Linked DNA regions of Oryctolagus cuniculus: region 1 is linked to region 2. A link is a contact called in public Hi-C data. All regions are on one chromosome and are shown on one strand. The core of a region is the stretch at or near the end of the contact, and the rest is flanking DNA. Distances in the headings are between cores, read along the strand shown.

Region 1 (5,232 bases), core at 2,365-4,864, 140 kb before region 2:
TTTCCAGAAAATAAAATGAAGAAGGAATGATAAAATATCAGCATTTTGCAACCCCCCATGAAACAGTAGATCTAAGGAATCAAGAGCCCCTAATGTGATTTAAAAAGACACACTCAGGTGATGGGTGAATGGGGGGGTCTACATTTAAACGCAGTTGAAAATTTTCATAATAAGAGAAAAAAGGAAAAAGACATATCTCTAAATACATGCACAAGATATAGATTACATTGTATTTGTAAAGTATACCACTTTAGAGTTAAGTTGCAAAACATGCTAATGCTTATAAAAGGGGCTGGCGCTGTAGCACAGTAGGTTAATCCTCCACCTGCGGTGCTAACATCCCATGTGGGTGCCAATTCTAGTCCTTGCTGTTCCTTTTCTGATCCAGCTCTCTGCTGTGGCCTGGGAAAGCAGTGGAGGATGGCTCAGCAGTCCTTGGGCCCCTGCACCCATGTGGAAGACCCGGAAGAATCTCCTGGCTCCTGGCTTTGGATTGGCCTGCTCTGGTTGCAGCCATCTGGTGAGTGGACCAGTGGATGGAAGATCTCTCTCTCGACCTCCCTCTCACTGTCTGTAACTTTACCTCTCAAAAAAATAAATAAAAATCTTCTTAAAAAAAATAGTGTCAGTAGAAAATGATGAAAATAAAATTTATTGGAATGAAGATTTAAGGATGCACAATTCAGAATTGAGGTAAAGGATTTAAGAAAAATATGTAGCATGTTATTTAGGATGGTAGACAGGAACAAAATTACCATGAAATTGTAGGAAAGGACACTTGATCTCATTAACAAAGCTGACTTTAATCTAGGCAATGCTAGTTCATGAGAAAAACAGGGAGTTTCCAGGATTGGTTAGTCTTTGGCTTGCTTTTGCCTTTTTTTTTCTTTTTTAGAAAAAAGAAAAAACAAAGACAAATTGACTTTTCAAGGTCACTTCGATGTCCCTAAACCTGAGAATTATTTCTGAGGGACAGAGGCTAACTAATGCCAGCAGGTGGTGCAATTCTTCTTTTTTTTTCCCCAAGCTAAGAAAAATTTGAGAACTGGTATGAACACGTGAAAATTAAAAATACTGCCTTTTCACTCTTCGAATTCTGCTTCTCTCAGGGAAAAGTTTCTAATAATAAAAATATAATATTCTTTGATTTTTCATTTCTTTCCCCCCATAGTAAAAGTTTGAATGAAAGTTTGTAATAAACTGATAAAGAATTTTTTATTTCACTTTATAGTAATATATGTCTGATAAAAATCCCAGCTTGTTGCCAATCTTCACATTGTGGGATGTCTCAAGATATGGTTAAGTGCTCAAATTCCTGAGAACCAGAAAGCCAGGTGAATCTTCATAGTGTGCTGTTAGTCATGGCTTTTGTTTCCAGTGCTTCTGGAAATTTCCCAGACCAAAGACTTCAGCTTAGCCTGATTTCAACCAGTCTCTACAGATACCTTTTTTGTTGTTGTTGTTTTGTTTTTTAAGATTTATTTATTTGAAAGGCAGAGTCGCAGAGAGCCAGAGGCAGAGACAGAGATCTTCCAATCACTAGTTCACTCCCTAATTGGCTGCAACTGCAGGAGCTGCACTGATCCGAAGCCAGGAGCCAGGAGCTTCCTCCGGGTCACCCACGTGGGTGTAGGGGCCCAAGGACTTGGACCATCTTCTACTGCTTTCCCAGGCCATAGCAGAGAGCTGGATCAGAAATGGAGCAGCCAGGACTTGAACTGGTACCCATATGGAATGCTGGCACTGTAGCTTAGCCTACTACACCACAGCAATGGCCCTGATATAAGACTCTTTGAAAGTAAAAATTGTTTAACATTATAAAGTGATATTTAATAATAATAATAATATCCCACAGACTTTTTCAACCAAAGATTTAAAAATGTAAAACTTTCTTGTTTATAATAATGTGCATCACAAAACTTCAAGAAACACAGAATATCATAAAAACAAAAATAAAGATTACTTGTAAGTTCATCAGACTTTAAAGTACATATATGAATCATGTATTTCTTAAATGGAACAGATCTCTGTATTTTCTAACCATGCACTTTCACTTAATGATAGGCTGTGGACGTCTTTGCATATTAATAAATACAGATATACTACATTATTTTCTTTCTTTAAAAATCTGGAGGAGGAAATAATATGTATAACACCAAGCATAAATTTCTTCAGAAAATTTTTTCAAATTGAGGAATAGCACACATAAAGTACATAAAGTTTCATATATATCTCAATAAATTTTTACAAATGTGTTTTAATCTGCTCAGGCTAAAATAACAAAATACTTTAGATTGGGAGGCTTAAACAACAGGAATTTATTACTTACAGCTTTTGAGGCTGGTGGGTCAAAGGTTATGGTCCTGGCAAGGTACTAATCCTATGGGTCAGCCCTATGCTTATGACCTCATTTAACCTTTTTTTTTTTTTTAAGATCTATTTATTTGAAAAATCAGAGCTAGAGAGAGAGAGAGAGAAACCCTTTATCTGCTTGTTCACTATTCAGATGGCAGCAATGGCCAGGCCTGAGTCAGGCTGAAGACAGGAACCAGCAGCTTCATCTGAATTTCACACATGGGTGGCAGGGGACCAAGTATTCGGGCCATCTTCTGCTGCTTTCTCAGGCACATTAGCAGGGATCTAGATCAGAAGAGGAGCCTGCGGCACCAGCATCCCATATAAACACCGGTTTGTGTCCCGACTGCTCCTCTTCCTATCCAGCTCTTTGCTTATGGCCTGGGAAAGCAATGGAAGATTGCCCAAGTGCTTGAGCTCCTGCACCACGTGGGAGACCCAGAAGAATCTCCTGGCTCCAAATTGGCTTAGCTCTGGCCGTTGCAGCCATTTGGCGAGTGAACCAGTGGATGGAAGACCTCTCTCTGTCTCTCCCTCTCTCTGTCTCTGTAACTCTGTCTCTCAAATAAATAAATTAATTAAAAAAGAAAAAAGAAGGCCGGCGCCGTGGCTCAATAGGCTAATCCTCCACCTTGCGGCGCCGGCACACCGGGTTCTAGTCCCGGTTGGGGCGCCGGATTCTGTCCCGGTTGCCCCTCTTCCAGGCCAGCTCTCTGCTATGGCCAGGGAGTGCAGTGGAGGATGGTCCAGGTGCTTGGGCCCTGCACCCCATGGGAGACCAGGAAAAGCACCTGGCTCCTGGCTCCTGCCAGGATCAGCGCGGTGCGCCGGCTGCAGCGGCGGCCATTGGAGGGTGAACCAACGGCAAAGGAAGACCTTTCTCTCTGTCTCTCTCTCTCACTGTCCACTCTGCCTGTCAAAAAAAAAAAAAAAAAAAGAAAAAAGAAATGGAGCATCTGGGACTTGAACTGGCACCTATGTGGGATGCTGGCACCACAGGTGGCAGCTTAACCCATTACACCACAATGCCAGTGGTTAAACTTATTTTTAATTCTAGACAAACTTTTTGAAGTAGCCTCCTACATGGACTCTTTGGAATTGTTCCCTTCTGGAACAGGGGTTCCATGTGATCAAAGATTTTTGTCTTTTCTGTTCAATGCCAAATCCTCATACCTTGAGCACTCAATAGCACATAACTGGTGTTTCATATGACAGTGAATGAATAATTGAAAGTTTTCTTTTCTTCTTTTAAGGGGAGGGACCACTGCAGCAAGCTCAAGAGCCATAGATCACCGAGATAGATTGCCTGGCTTGCATCTGTGCTCCAGTACTTACTAAGTCTTCTACTTTGGACAAATTACTTAAGTTCTCCATGCCTTTTTCTCCTCTCCTCTGCAAAAGTAAGCATTTAGGGGGAGGGGTTGAGGGCATGAGAATTAAATGAATTACTAGAATTAAGTAATTGGAACCGGTGCTATGGCACAGTGGGTAAAGCTACTACCTGCAGTGTCAGCATCCTGTATGGGTGCCGGTTCTAGTTTCAGCTGTTCCTATTCTGATCCAGCTCTCTGCTATGGCCTGGGAAAGCAGTAGAAGATGGCCCAAGTGTATGGGTCCCTGCACTTGCACAGGAGACCCAGAAGAAGCTCCTGGCCTTGGATTGGCCCAGCTCTGACCCTTGTGGCCATTTGGGGAGTGGACCAGTGAATGGTAGCTCTCTCTCTCTCTCTCTCTCGCTCTCTCTCTGCTTCTGCCTCGCTGTGACTCTGCCTTTCAAATCAATGAAATAAATTTTAAAAATTAAGTAATTTAGAATATTATCTACTACAAAGCAGATAGCCGATACCTTGACTAGGTAATACTCATAAATGTTAGGTATTATTTCGTGTTTATGGCTAATTCTCCTATTAAGTATATGATCATAACTTAAGAAAACACTTATTTGGGGCCGGCACCATGGCTTACTTGGTTAATCCTCTGCCTGCGGCGCCAGCATCCCATATGGGCACCAGGTTCTAGTCCCGGTTGCTCCTCTTCAAGTCCAGATCTCTGCTGTGACCTGGGAGTACAGTGGAGGATGGCCCAAGTGCTTGGGCCCCTGCTCCCGCATGGGAGACCAGGAGAAGCACCTGGCTCCTGGCTTTGGATCGGCGCAGCGCCAACTGTAGTGGCCATTTGGGTGAACCAACAGAAAAAAGAAGACCTTTCTCTCTGTCTCTCTCATTGTCTAACTCTGTCAAATAAAAATAAATAAATAAATAAAACTTGTTCAAGAAAATATTTTAAGTCAGTAATATGGGTTATACTTTTAAAGTTTTTGTTAGAGTTTTATTTTACTAACTCCATTCAGGTCTCCCATGTGGGTGTTGGGGGCCCAAGCACTTAAGCCATCATTTCCTGCCCCCCAAGATACATTAGCAGGAAACTGGATGGAAGCCTTAACCTCCCCTTGGGGTATTTTTGCCTTTGCTTTTTAGGCAGAAAGCAAAGAGAACAAATGACTTGTAAATGTGATAACCAATATTACACTGGAATATTCAAAGTAAGGCAATATATCTGCATTTTCCTGTGATTGAATGGCTTTTAAACTATTTAAACGGGGGCTTACAACCTATAAATTTCACATATGCATGCAATATTACCTATAGAACCACTAACTTATTTTTGCGTTCTATTATGGCCTTTATTTATTTTTAAGGATTTTATTTATTTATTTGAGAAGTAGTGTTACAGATAGAGAGAGGGAGAGACAGAGAGAAAAGTTTTCCATCAGCTGATTCTCTTCCCAAATGGCCAAGGAGCGGGGCTGGGCCCATCTGGAGCCAGGAGCTTACCCCAGGTCACCCACGTGGGTTCAGGGACCGCAGCACTTGGGCC
Region 2 (5,318 bases), core at 927-3,426:
TCAATGATGTGCTTTTGCTTTGTGTTAAATGTTGGATCTAGATCCATATTTAGACGGTAACAGTAATAATGTATTTAACAGAAACGTTATTTTTAATTTCACAACAGTTGAGATTTCAAATTTAAGTTGTGCATCAAATATTTTTAGAGTGGGAAACATACAAGAAAAACTAACATTATGTTGTTTTTATGTTTTAAAGGTTTCCCACTTTTATTTTTCTTCGTATATGACAATATTACAAACATCATCATCATGTGTTTCATAAAGATGGATAAGATTATCTGCTTCAAACAGAAATAATTTGGCTTTACAATCAAGTTTAGATTAATGAAAAGAATGCTCATAACTTTCACACGGGATGATAAGACAACAAAAATCTTTTGATATCTTTAGGAATCAAGAACAATGAATAGGAAAGTGCTTCGTAAACTCTAAACTTTGATCAAAAGCAACATTTCACATATATACAATATTACTCAAATCTCTTGAGGGTGAAATTATCATACAGGCCTATTGTCTGCTATCCAGCACTTGCAGTAATCACAGAACTTCTTTGGTTGTGACTTCCAGTAGTCTGCCCTGCAAAAGGAAAAACAAGTCGTAGCTGATTTGAAATTTAAAAAGGTCAAATTCTGCAAGCTTTATGTCTCTTTAGAGTATCCTATATAAGCCCTGCAACTGAATCTTGTGATACAATTTTCCGTTTTATTATTTATCTAGATGAAGTAGTCAACTGAAATTCTGTTCACAGTACACTAGAAAATGCATGCACTGGATTTAAAACTCCTTCAATAATAAAAAAGCTTTAAAACTTAAATTCCAGGTTTGTTACTATCATCGGTATGAGTAAACAGGAACATCTTGGAGAAAAAAAATATTTATCCTAAAACTACTAGTCGAACAGTACTCTCTATTTTGTGCGGTTGTGTGGGTGCAGTCTGTTAATGTTTGCTTAGTATATGCTAAGTTGATCTTCTGTATATAAAGGTAAGTGAAATGAAACTTGATGAAGAGTGGGATGGGAGAGGGAGTGGGAGATGGGAGGGCTGCCGGTGGGAGGGAGGTTGGGGGGGAAGCCACAACAATGCAAAAGTTGCACTTTGTAAATTCACATTTATTAAGTAAAAAAAATATTTATCCTTTCTGTTCCTCTCTTTTTTTTGGGGGGAGGGGGTGGGTCGCTGTAAGGGAGGCCTGCAGAAACTCTCTATATAGAGTCTGCCTCAAATCCAGTTGTTTCCATCTTAAGGACTAAGCATGAAACTACCCTGGAGAAGGCTCCGACACTGCCAGTTAATACATTTTGTTCTCGCGCCTCAGGGCCAGAGAGCTGGAAAAGCCAAGGTCCCTAAGGAGGCAGACAAGAAGTCCTGACGCTAGGAAGGCCGGCCGCTTCCAGAGGGCGGCGGAGGCAAAGCTTCACGACATGCTAGGGTTCAAGTGCCCCCCAAAGGGCGGCCGCGACCCCCGCCGCCGCAGCCGGACGCCCCAAGGCGTCGCACCCCCAGCGGCCTCGCGGCCCACAGTCCGGGCCGCACGCCCCCTGGGCAGCACGGCTACCCCGCCCCGAGCAGCAGCCCCGCAGGTCTGGGGCCGGTCCCGAGCGAGTTAAGAGCGCGCTGTCACGCCCCCGGCCGAAGGGCGGGAGAGGGCGGCGGCGGCGGGGCGGGGGAGCCCCGCGGGAGACAGGGCCTCCCAGAGAAACAACGCCCCGTTGTTCAGGGCCTGAGAGCCAACTCACATGACTGCGCCCGCCGCTCCGCGCGTCGCCCCAGCTCCGACTCACACTCGCGCTCTTCCAGGCGGGGGCGAGTCGGGCCCCGGCCCGCCGCGAGGCCCACCCGAGCTTCCCTCCCGGCTAGGACACCTCCCTTCTCTCCCGGGACCGGCGTTCCACGGTTCCCAACTACGGGTGCCCGCACGACTCAATCCGCGATCGAAGTCGCCTGCTCTTCCCCTCCCCCTACAGGGGCGGTACTCCCGGCTCCGGAGAGGTGGGGTCTGTATAAAGGGGCTGAGGTCACCCAGAAGGGGCGAAAGCGCGACGGGACCTGAGCCGAAGGACAGGCCTCTCAAGCCTCAGGTCCCCGAGCCACCCCGCTTTCTTTCGCTCCTCCTCTGAGACCCAGACTCTCCACCCTCCTTCTAGGCTCGCTGGCTCGTGGCCAAGGAGCTCGCGCCTCGCCTCCGCCCCGCACGCAAACAGCTGTTCCCAGAGACGTCGCCGCCCTCAACTTGGCCAACTAGCCCGCACGCACTTTGACCAGCGGAGCAACCCGGACTTGCGGGCTAGGGGCTGTTGGCAGAGTTAGGAAAGAAAGGTGAAACCGCTGGTAGTGGGACCGCGAGTGGCTTGGGCTTCGTTCGCCTTAGAACTTTCCCGTGGCGGCAGAAAGCCCCGCCCCTCCCCCGCGACGCCCGCGCGCTCCGGGCGGCTCGTTCCTGCGCGTGGGCAGCGGCTGCCGCGGCGCGAGTGGCGCAGAGGCGGCGGCGGCGGCGGCGGCGGCAGCGACGGCGGCCGTGAGCGTAGAGGCAGCGGCGGCGCTTACGCTTGTCAGGTGGGTTACGGTGGTTCCCTCATCAGCACTTCCCATATGGTCTAGCGGTTAGGATTCCTGGTTTTCACCCAGGCGGCCCGGGTTCGACTCCCGGTATGGGAATGTAGAATTTTTTTTTTTCCCTTTGGTTTTTCTTTTGAGAAGCTGTTTGGGAAACTGACTTATTTTACTTTGAATGGCTGTTTTCCTGTCCCGTGTGTAGATGAATTTGTGTTAGTTGCGCCGGGAGCTGAGCTACTACTCTGGGGGGCAGCGCGGGTCCTTGGAGGAACGAGTGCACTTGGGGTCCCTCTCCCGCCTCGGGCTCTTGAGGCTGCTAGATCCGAAGGGAGTTTCGCTTTCTCCGGGGCTGCTCCGCCGGCCCCGGGTCGCCGTATTTTTCCAGACGCCCGGGAGGTGATGATTAACCTCGGCCCCGCGTTATCTCCTCCCGGCGCCCCCTCGGCCCACACCCTGCTCGGCCGCCCCCTTCCGATCGGTCCCGGGACGCGCGGGGCGTGTTCGTCCCCTACCCCGGGAGTCCCCGAGCAGCCCGCGCCCTCGCTGGGAGCGCTCGGTGTCATCCGTGGGCTCCGTGTGGACGAGAGCCCCTCCCGACCACGGTGCGCCTCCCGCGGCTCCCGCGCACCGGGCACCCCCGCCGGCCGCGTGCGTGCCCGCGGCACCCCGTGCCGGGCCTGCCGAGTCCCTGGACTTGACACCGGGCGCTGGGCACAGGCTCAGAAGTGCCCCCGCCCCTAGAGAAGGCCTTGGGGGAAGGGAGGCTGTTCAATGTTTTTCCCTCTCCCCTTGAGAAACACTCGATGAGCTGCGGGGAAGGCAAATACCTCTGTGATGAGACGTCTTTAAGGAAGAAAATGGACTTTCCAAAGGGGCCAACGTTTTGAGCGCCGCTAATTAAAAAATCCTGGTGTGGAGGTGGGGCTTGCAAGAGAAAATTGGCCGGAGACTGGGGAGGGGATGTTACAACAAAGTTGCACTGTGTTTTTAAATATAGAAGCCCTGTGTTTATTACAAAGACTGGGCAGCTGTGTCAGCAGCGTGAGCCGTAAATGAAACAAAAGCGTTATCTTAAATGCAGTTGAAATTAGAAAAATAGGGTCAGCTATAATGTTTAGTCTGTCGGGCCCCTGGGGACAAATGAAGAAGGAAAAAGTGACTCTTGCGGATGGGCTTCTGAGCGGTGCCATTATTAAGAGCAGAAGTTTCAGTGGTTAGTATGTGTTCCGACTGTTTTGTAGATTTAACTGCGTAATAGGTTTGAAGATCGTCCGTGAATGCGATTTGTGTAATGAGAAATTAATTACTATTTTAAATGCTGTTGATGCAAACATTCGAGCCCTTAACACGCCAGGCACTGCCATCTGCTTTTGAAGTTAACTGATGTTGGGTTCTTCACGTTAGTGGGTAGTGCATAGAATACTGGAAGGAATCATATCTTGAGACTGGTGATTAGCTGTGTGACCTTGTGCAGATCTTTCACCTTCTCTGCCCTCTGGCTTTAGGAAGAGCTACAATTCTTGATAAGGTATTACAGACCTCAGAGTGGCTAGAATCGTTGGGCAAATCATGGAAAGTAATGAAAGTGTAAAAGTTTCATTTCAATAAGGAGCAGCACTATGTTACTAGGAAGAACAAGTTACTGAAGTATTAGATTGAAAGGGAAGACGTCTCTGCCTTTATTGTCTCCACAGAGGTCTTAACTTTTGACCTTGTGTTTTGTAATCACCTAGTATTATACTGTCCCAAATGGTGCTAAAATGGGTGCTATATTAAACTCTGCATCCAGTAATTACAAATGGTGGTAGGGTATGGGTAAACTGATCATCTAATCGTTTACCAAGTAGAATATGGTAGGACAGTGTCTGCTAGTGGTTAGCGCTCCTGGAGTACAGAGATGATGGTTTTGCTCTGGACCTTGAAGAACTGGTTGGATTTCTCTTGTTGGGGAATGTGAATCACAAATCTGAAGTGGGGGGGGGGTACAAGTGCGGGAGGCTGGTGAGCATTCTGGTTTGGCAGGAGCACTGGGCGCCTGGAGGATCAGCTGGGGAAAGTAGGAAGGACTTTTAACTTGGTAAGTTTTGACTAGGTAACAGGGACCTTTTATATTACTAGGGTTTTAAAAACACTTTTTTCCCTGTTTGAAAAACCCAAGTATAGAAGATGTGAAAAAATGTTGTTTTAAAAGACTCAAACAATGTAGAAATATATTCTGTGCCCATAGATTTTATGTTTAGGAGTTAAATGTTCACTTTTAATGAATAGAATGGAGAAAAACAGTTAGTTAATTGGAATTCAGTTTATAAGAATGAGGTCTAGGTTTAAATTATGAGAATGATCTGTAACTGTATTCTTACTGGCTTCTTTTACTGAAAATTTTGTTATATTGTAATACAGTGCTGCTCATTACTCTCAGTAAGATATACTTGTGTTCCTAACATGGGGGAAGACTAGGTCATAAATTTGTGAGGATTCAAACACACACACACACACACACACTTTCGCCTTGTCACCAAAACAACATTGGAAGTCATGTTTTTGGTGCTTTCTTGGACCACGGAGTAGTGATTAGTCGAATTAAATATATTTACCTTTTTAATATTTGCTAGGTGTAATCAGAGATATGTGAAAACTCAGTAAATGTTAGTAGAGATGAACACCTGTGTTAATTTAAATGATTGTGGTATTTTGAGCTAAAATCTATACTTTACCAAGGTCCTTGAGGCTCAATGTTATGTGGGCCTCTTCTTGCTTCAT

Evidence for each region. A called contact is a pair of places that touch in the nucleus more often than the background predicts.
Region 1: a contact with region 2 is called in a Hi-C map of embryonic fibroblasts, with 4 times the contacts expected there. The contact joins the promoter of MTRF1 here to the promoter of WBP4 in region 2. A contact is called at or near these places in 4 of 6 Hi-C or Micro-C datasets (embryonic fibroblasts, psoas muscle, skin fibroblasts and 1 more).

The regions. Positions count from the first base shown.
Region 1 is chr9:60,449,135-60,454,366 of mOryCun1.1, reverse strand. MTRF1 (mitochondrial translation release factor 1) reads left to right here and starts at 3,614. Exons shown (of 11, transcript XM_017343503.3): 1 at 3,614-3,755.
Region 2 is chr9:60,307,965-60,313,282 of mOryCun1.1, reverse strand. WBP4 (WW domain binding protein 4) reads right to left here and starts at 2,176. Exons shown (of 10, transcript XM_008260030.4): 1 at 1,742-2,176; 2 at 507-579. The coding sequence starts at 1,743. It overlaps ELF1 (E74 like ETS transcription factor 1), which reads left to right and starts at 2,420. Exons shown (of 9, transcript XM_070048741.1): 1 at 2,420-2,558. TRNAE-UUC (transfer RNA glutamic acid (anticodon UUC)) reads left to right here and starts at 2,589; the gene lies at 2,589-2,660.